3 separate regions of the Mus musculus genome follow, and all the other regions are linked to region 1. Evidence: chromatin contacts called from public HiChIP or PLAC-seq and promoter capture Hi-C data. All regions are on one chromosome and are shown on one strand. Each heading gives the region's core, a stretch centred on a gene start, on an enhancer-like site or on the middle of the called end of the contact. The rest is flanking DNA. Distances are from core to core; before and after follow the strand shown.

Region 1 (2,748 bases), core at 155-2,654:
ACTAGTGTGGATACATACACTATATAACATGCTACTTTGAATACTTACGATAATGTAACAATGTATATTTTGCTTCGTCATTTGTTTTCTTTTGCTCTTTCACTTAATGTTTTATGAACTTCTTTTCCTGACAGTACACACCAGATGGCTCTTTTGTAAAAAGTAACTGCAGGGGTGGGCAACATGGCTCAGCTGGCCAAAGAGCTTGACACCAAACTTGACCACTTGCGTTTGAGCCTCCAAAACCACATGGTGGGTTGTTGTCCTCTGATCTCCATGCTTGCATACAGTTTAAAAAGAATGTAATACGTTTTTAAAAATTCAACTGAGGAAAGCCCTAGATGTGCTTTCTTCAGGTCCCAGAGGCCACACGGGTGTTTGTGGGCACACCATGCAGTCTCTGTATGAAAATAACATTCTCAAGAAAATGAGAATCCAGGGCATCTGTGGATTTCAACTTTCTTGGCACTCTCCCCAGTGTGCAGTAGGCAAGGGCACTTCTCATCCTGCCCTTTGGTAAGGACAATGGGGTGTAGAACAGGGACTCCTGTTCAGGCTGGAGACCTCCATGGGTAGCTAGTAAATAACTTTGCTAGCTTCTTCTTTCTGGCCTTTCCCTTTCTGCAGGCTTGGCATTTTAGCTTCACTTTGACTGTGCCCCATTACTGTTGCCAACCCTCCTCATAGCATGCCTTCTTCCACCCACTTCTGAGCCCCTCCATCCCCACCCTTGTTCTCTCTAGTTCTGGCTTTCCTTGATCAGAGAATGTTTAGGGAAGTGCTAGACTGTGTTCTCCTTTAGTTCTGGTGATTCAGTCTGTCAGCTGACACTCACTGGATACGTGGCTTCCCTAAACTTCTAGGTCATGGGAAGGCGGTTGCTGTGCCGGACCCTGAAGCAGGGGCCAGAGTGTGTCCGGTGCCCCTGGGCAACCGGCCCTGCCCTAGGGCAGCAACTGATGCAGGTTTGCGCAAGGGCTAGTTGAATTTAGAATTCCAAAAACTGCCTTTCGACACCGAGGACTCTTCATTTGAATTTTTTAAAACAGACTGCTTATGAGATCTGTAATCCTTCCACAAAGCAAGGGAGTTGCAAAATTCTTAACAGCCCACATTAGCCGGCCCTAGGGTGTCCGGAACTGGCGATGCGAATTTCTAGTTTCTTCTCCATCCCGAAGCTACCCTAAATTCGACTTCCTCCGCCATCCTCATCTTTCCACACCGTGAGCTTTCACGTGCATTCTGAACTTCAGAGCTCAGAAGTTGTTCCGGTCTTTCGCTTTCGCCTTGAACCCCAGTGGCTGGCGCGTAGTACGCAGACTCGTGCAGGGCATCACAACAAACCTGCGGGAGCTTTCCCCGCCCCCTCGGAAAGTTTGTCCCCAGGGCGTGGTGCAGACGCTACAGATTTTCCCAGCTCCAGAGCTGGAAGATCTGAGAGGACCTGGTGTGCCCCGGGGGTTCTTTTTCCTGAGCCCTGAGCCGGGAGCTTGGAGTTCCCGAATTTGTCCCTCCCTCCTCTGCACCCGGCAGCGACTGGTCGCCACCTTCTCACTGGCAATCCAGAGGGAAGAGGGGAATCAGAGAGATGTTGTGGCTGTGGTTAGGGCTCAGTGGGCAGAAACTATTGCTTTGGGGCGCAGCGAGCGCGGTCTCCCTGGCCGGCGCCACTATCCTGATCAGCATCTTTCCGATGCTGGTAAGCTACGCGCGGAAATGGCAGCAGATGCGGTCAATCCCGTCGGTGGCCCGCGCCTACCCCTTGGTGGGACACGCGCTTTATATGAAGCCCAACAACGCAGGTATGTGTATGTACAAGGAAGTGTCTACTCCGTCTACTACTCTAACTAAGGCTGTTAGGCGCCTCGTCAGTCAGAGACACCTATTTAATGGACTGCTCCCACTCCCTCCCAACTTTTTCTTGCCACAATTGAGGTCTTCACATCCCTCAGACCTGCTAGGAGAAAGAAGAAATCTTCCAACCTCCACACCCCCACCCCTCCAACTCACCCTTACCCTCCAGGGAGTAAGTTCCTAATTCTCCCCATACCCATTTCCACTCTAGTGCCTGCCAAATTGCTTTGTGCCTCCCATCCTATAACGAGCATAGCAAACATACATATGTGTATATAGCATGTGTGTATAGAACAGGTTACAGTCTTTCCAAGTAAAATTAATTGATTGATATGCAGTTAAAATCCTCTTGGCCTTTGTAGATCAATCCTTCTGAGGAAGTCTTTCAAGGCCACTTCAGCAGACTCTACTGCCAAGGGCCTTGAAGTAAATTTATATGGCTAGGTTCAAAAATCTTACTTATTGGAGAGGTTTTTGTCGTTATTGTTGTTGGTGGTGTTTTTTAAACCTGAAATAATTTTAAAGAAATGTTTTATGCAAAAAAATTTTGTTCTTTTGCTTTAGAAAAATACCTAAAGTCAGAAAGTTCTTAAAAATAGTGGTATCTGTGGTTCCCTGTTAGAGATAGTGTATTCAGTCTTAACACTTAATCTTCATGGCTGTGTAAGCCTGGACATCCAGAACTGAGAAGAGACTTCCAGATGGCACATTTTAAAAGAACCTACACCAGATCCTACCTTTTCTTCAGATTAACTATTAATAGTTGTTTTACGGGCTGACCATCAATTTTAAATCTTCTTTAATATAGGTTTTAATATAGTTGCATCTCATTTTATTTTTAAATTTTTTATTGGTTATTTTCTTTATTTACATTTCAAATGTTATCCCCCTTTC
Region 2 (2,748 bases), core at 137-2,636, 600 kb before region 1:
TATTTGTATAAGTCATGCTGTGGAGTATCACAGGAGTATCAGTCATCTACTGTGTTTGAGGTGAACTCTTCTTATTTGCTGCTGTGTTCATGAGGCTAAATGGTCCATGGCTTCCCGGATTCTGTCTCCCCTGAGTCTGACCTTTACAGGGGATTCGAGCTGATGTTTGCCCAGTAAGAACTTCACTCCTGAAACCATCTCCTCAGCCTCTAAGTGCAACACACATGCGCTTGCCGTATTGAGGCGACTCCAGCTTTTCTGACCTTTGTTGAGCGCAGGGGTAAATACTAGGCTATTTAAATGTCTTTAACCATCTGTGATGGTATTTAGTCTCGTTACCCTGCCCCACTTTGCTGGTTCCTCAGGGAAGATTACAGGTCTTCATGCCTGGTAACAGAGGAATACAGAAAGCGATGGTCTACTCATCCTCCATGTTCTCCATCTTCAATCAAGTTGACTTTTATCAGGGGAGGTGTGGCCTTGCATTGGCTAACGTGTGAAAAGGAACCCAGTCCCATGTCTACTCCATCAATTCTCTCTGCCTCACCTGGGGAACTCACGATTGGGGTCCCACCCATCAATCTAAAAGCCACCTTTGCTCATAAGTCCTGGCTCCTTCTCTTGATGTCCCACTGTGCACCCATGTGAGAGGGGTGCTGTCCCTTTGGGCTTCTCTTCAGGAAGTGAGATCCCAATGGCAGTGTTCTGTGGTCCTCAAGTTACTCTACACATCTGAGTCTTTGTTTATCGGAACTCGTGGCTGTTTGAATTCTTTCAAATATCCTCCCCATGCTATAGCTCATTTCCCACCAATATTTACTGCAAAAACGTAGATTTTACCTGGTTCATTGCCCCCGCTTTCCTTTACCCCCTCAGAGGAATTCAGGATCTTGGATGCTGAAAGGAGAATGGAGTCAACTTCATCTTCTTCCGCGAGGTGCTTCTCTGGAACAGACCCGAGCACAGCTTTTGGAGCTGGAAGGTAGCCTGGGAAGGTGAAGAAGCGAGGCACGGACATTCGGGTCGCCCACGCCCTCTGTGGCCACCAGAGGGCGCGCTATGATCAGGTAGAGATGTCAACTCTGCAAATAGGGGTGAAGGCGGCATCCCGCCAGGGGGCAGGCGAGTGCTTTCTCACTGAGCAGGGGATTTGAGGTCGGGAAGATAACGCACACCAGACCCATCCGGAAAACTCCGGAGGCTTTGGGATGAAGGGACATGGGTGTGGTTCCACTATCCTCCATTTCCCAGAGCCTCCCTCTAGAGGACAGCCTCCCGGATCGTTCTTACCGGGGCTCATTTCTGTCGCTTAAGATCTCTCCACCAACTGCCTTGCCCCAAGCATTCAGCTCTGCCGCTTCTAGCCGCAGCATCCCGTTGCCTAGTAACGGAGGTCGGGGGGGGGGGGAGCCCTGCCCACCCCCACCCTTTTCCGGAGCTGATGCAGACGATGTGATTGGTTTTCATTTATATGAAGTGCACTGATTTTCCTGTACACTTGATAAAACACTTGAAAAAGGCGGGTGCTTCCCCGGGAAGCAGAGCTTGAGTGACTGGTTAGAAAACACGAGCTTTTAAGTAAAAGTTTTCAATAAATACATATGACTTATTTTTGCAAAATCAGTTATCTCAGATAGAATATACAGTCATTGAGAACTGAATTTTAAATCACTGTGAGTAGGAATTGACAGCCACTATGATGTAATAATTTATTACTTAATAAATTACACCTGGCTTACTTTCAGGGAAGAGGCATGATGGTTTAATGTTCATGAGCTATAATTTCTTATTTTCTGGAGCAATGGTTTTTACAAGACTCGACAGTCTTTTTTTTTTTTTTTTTGGTCGCATTGGACAGCTTTAATACATTTAAATTTTTCAGCCTAATACATCTGTTAAACCACTATTCTAAAGAAAATAATATAGTTCATCAAATGCTGGGTATTAATGTAACAATGAAATATTATGTGACAACTCTAATTTGTGGATGGTGACGGTGAGTATTGGCTATTACATAGAAATCACCTGGAGATTTTCATGAGATGACTAAGTCACAACAGTTGGCATAGACTGTAAAACAAAATGATAAGTGTTTGCAATGTTAACCTCAATTTTAATCTGTGCACTGGTCTCAGCAGAAATCTACTTTTATTTTAGGATAACTTCTCAGTTAATCTATCAGAAAAATGACCTTTAGTAGAAAAGGTTTAAGTTTTAAAGATTTATTAATTTGTTTTGTGTGTGTGTGTGTGTTGTATGTGTGTGTGTGTGTGTGCATGCAGGTATGTATGTATGTGTTTGTGTGTGTGTGTGTGTGTACATGAGTGTGGAAGTCAGAGACTTATGCTGTATTTATTTATTGAGATCCACCTAAAGTTTTTGGAGCAGAGTATTTTGCTGCGCCTGGAGCTCACAGACAGTCTCTATTGTTTGGTCAGTGAGCCCAAAGGGATCCTCAATGTGGACAAAGGGCGACAGACATGTGCACCATGTTGCCCCTGGCCTTTTACCGTGGACATCAAACTCAGGTTCTCATGCTTGTGTGGTAAGCCATTCGCCAACTATCTGCCTGTCCTCCTGGACTATTAAGAGCAAATTGCTGACTTCATCCCATCTCTCCTGAACATTTGGGTGTGTATTTTATAAGAATACTGAAAAGAAGCACAATACACTGTTAATATTCAAGATTAGTGCTGATGCATAGTCACCCTATAGCTTCCAGGCATCACTGACATTCTTGCAGTAATG
Region 3 (2,748 bases), core at 93-2,592, 550 kb before region 1:
AACACATGTCAGATGTGTTTACATGTTTTTTTGAAAAATGTAAAACAAAGCTTGAGATGAGCCGTTGTATGCAACCCTATGATACACGCTTTGGGCTTCTTCAAAAGCTTAGGGCGCCACAAATAATATTAATGTGTGTACAGTGCCCTATTCAAAACCTGTGATTGATCAGGTTATAAAGCATGTATTCATAAAATATAGCATGAGCAGAGAAGCATAAAATAAGAAAACCATAACACTTGGAACATAAAATGATAACATTTAAAAGTTTGTGCTTTCACGTTTCGAACGGCTTGCATGAGTAACTGAAAAGATTGCTTTCAAAAGTTGAGGAAGTTATCAACTAGATGCTTAACAATTACTCTAGAAATTTGCTGACAGAAAAGGAACCCTGGGTTTCATTTTTACACCCTCCTTCTTGTTGGGTTCTGCTTAAGATACCCTGGAATAAGGCAGTTTGGTTTTTTGCTACTACAGTCTTCCTTTTTAAAGTTATTAGACTGAGTGGTTGCTCTCTATCAGGTAAACTATAGCCCAGGTTTTCTTTGCAGTTTGAGTTATAGGTAATGCTTCGTCAGCCAAGTTCCAAGCTTTGGAAAAATATTTATCCAAAATGCCTGGAAACGGAGGAATACACATTAGTAATATTTTCCCTGTCTGGCTGATATGAGAGGTTCCGACTTGGCCAGTCCAAGCTGTGCCCTGAGAACAGTACCCTGCTGAAGTTCCCATCCAGGCAAGAAAACTGCTCAGATGCAAGTGTAGAGCCACCAAATAACCACTAGAGTGACACCTCTTTCTTGCTCTCCATATCTGATGTGTGTGTGTGTGTGTGTGTGTGGTGGGGAGCCAAAAGCACCCCTCAGCTATGGAGCCCTCCTCTGAGCCCAGCACTGTCAGTTGACCTTTCTGGCTAATGTGGCTGGGGACCAAGGAAAAGGGATGCAGAGTTTGTGAGCTGCCTTGATTAAATCTCAGAACTGCTTTGCATCCTCCAGCTTGTTGCTGAAGTCTAACTGGGAGCCAGAAGCTCAGGCCCCCGCCAGTGCACCATCCTGCCTCCCTCCCTGGGTCTCTTGGTTTCTCTCTTTAACTCCAGGGCTACTCTCGGATGCCAGGTGACCTGTAGCACAAAATCAGAATGGAAAACACCTACCCTGGTGATGACCAAAGGCTGATTGAAGTCTATGCCCCCAGAGAGTCTGAAGCCCCAGGGCGCAGGACCCGGGAGAACTACGTTCTGGGGCATGGTGCCTTCCCTCGAGTGGGTCCAGCGACGGTGGCTCTGCAAAGCGCTTGTCTCGGAACCGGACAACCTACTTAGCTCCTGGGGCTGCGACCTAACTGGGAATGCTGTCCCGGAGATTTATCCCTGCTGCGAGTGACGTCACTGGCCTCCCCTCTTCCCCGCCCCCTCCCACCAAGGAGAGCTCCAACTTTGGAAGTGAGAGACAGCGCCTGGTCAGAGGCGCTCCCAGCTGGGTGCAGTCGCCCAGACCTCTCCCCGCCCAAGGAGGCTTCGGGTTACAGCTTCCATCATTCCATTAAGTAACACCTGTCCTCCTGTTTATCGTCTACTTGCTCAGCGGTGCACTTTACTGGGAAGTTAAAAGCAATCACACCGCAGCCTCTATGCTTTCAATTAAAATAAAACCCAAGCACAACCAGGCACTTAGGAATTTAGCAGTTTTGTGCACGCGTTGATGTTCTCTCTTAGTATCTAGCTTTGGTCAAGTTAAAGTCTTCATTTCTTTCGGCTGTAAAAACAGGAGTAATTATTGTACTTGTAGGAGTATTGGAAGGATTTGGTGGCAATAAAATGAAATGTTTCTGTGCAGCGCCCCGCACAGCATAAAAAACAAAAAAAGTCGAGTATTTCTATAATTAAAATATATGTTCCCACGCAGATTGTGCTTGTCTTTGTGATACAGAAATGACTTTGTTATCTGTGAAGTTTACGCTCGGAATCACCCCCTCTTTTGCCCTGCTTACCCCTCAATATCTCACCGCGTGCTAAGTACGTTTCGTTTTAAGTTTGGGCTACATTCACAACTATCCCAGCCGCAGGCGGCAGCACACTGCTTAGACTCTGCATGTTGGACACGGCTGTTTAATACATGGAGGCAAGAGTCAGGACGCCTCTCTGGATGCTGCAGCCAAAATGAAGGTGTCTGTGGGAGTGGGAGTAAAGGGGACCCAGAGCAGAGCACTTGCAATAGAGCATTCTGTTCCGATGTACTGGGAGAAAAGAAAAAAGTGATTTAAGAACCCGTAAATGGAAGGAATCCGTCTGGGAAAGTGGAAACGGCAGAAGGTCACCAAGGAGATTTGTTGGTCACCTCTGTGGTCCAGGTGTGGTAATGATTGCTTTACCTGTGTCTTTGTGCCTTTGTTTTGGCTGGTGTCATTTCTCAGGCTGGCGAATAGCTTCTCTGAATTGGAAGAGCTCACATCAAATCCTATAGCTAACAAATGGTAGAAGTAAAATAAACAATCCAGGTTAGCTCAACTCGAGGGTCTGCTTGGACCAGGAGGAGAGGTGTGTGTGTGTGTGTGTGGGGGGGGGGGGTCTGGGTAGCATCCTGGTTTAGATGTAGTGTAGAATCAAGTGTATCTGGTGCTATGGGTTAGGATGCTCTGATTCTTAAGAAGAGAGGCAAGGATGGGGAAAGAGAAGTGTGAATTGCCTAAAACCCGAGAGAAGGGTCTTGGACTTAACGAGCAAGCACAGGGTCATCCTGGCCCAGG

What was found. Promoter capture Hi-C pulls out the DNA fragments that hold promoters and counts their contacts. HiChIP or PLAC-seq counts read pairs in DNA pulled down with a chosen protein or histone mark.
Region 2: a contact with region 1 is called in an H3K27ac HiChIP or PLAC-seq map of bone marrow-derived dendritic cells, with 8 times the contacts expected there. The contact joins the promoter of Ccdc110 here to the promoter of Cyp4v3 in region 1. A contact is called at or near these places in 10 of 39 promoter capture datasets (the 3T3-L1 cell line, cranial neural crest, embryonic stem cells and 5 more), 5 of 15 datasets of contacts at CTCF or cohesin (embryonic stem cells, hippocampal excitatory neurons, large pre-B cells and 2 more), 19 of 484 Hi-C or Micro-C datasets (the AtT-20 cell line, CD4 T cells, the MC3T3-E1 cell line and 13 more), 8 of 115 datasets of contacts at active chromatin or transcription factors (a beta-TC-6 cell line, bone marrow-derived dendritic cells, bone marrow-derived macrophages and 4 more) and 3 of 9 other capture datasets (adipose tissue, embryonic stem cells and liver).
Region 3: a contact with region 1 is called in a promoter capture Hi-C map of stem cell-derived epiblast-like cells, with 2.1 times the contacts expected there. The contact joins the promoter of Pdlim3 here to the promoter of Cyp4v3 in region 1. A contact is called at or near these places in 2 of 39 promoter capture datasets (embryonic stem cells and stem cell-derived epiblast-like cells) and 1 of 115 datasets of contacts at active chromatin or transcription factors (bone marrow-derived dendritic cells).

What each region holds. Positions count from the first base shown.
Region 1 is chr8:45,331,819-45,334,566 of GRCm38.p6, reverse strand. Cyp4v3 (cytochrome P450, family 4, subfamily v, polypeptide 3) reads left to right here and starts at 1,404. Exons shown (of 11, transcript NM_133969.3): 1 at 1,404-1,802. The coding sequence starts at 1,589. The region is part of intron 3 of Gm30504 (a long non-coding RNA gene); the gene reads right to left.
Region 2 is chr8:45,933,257-45,936,004 of GRCm38.p6, reverse strand. Ccdc110 (coiled-coil domain containing 110) reads right to left here and starts at 1,386. Exons shown (of 7, transcript NM_001033246.3): 1 at 1,291-1,386; 2 at 841-987. The coding sequence starts at 1,300.
Region 3 is chr8:45,884,081-45,886,828 of GRCm38.p6, reverse strand. Pdlim3 (PDZ and LIM domain 3) reads right to left here and starts at 1,342. Exons shown (of 8, transcript NM_001374652.2): 1 at 1,157-1,342. The coding sequence starts at 1,249.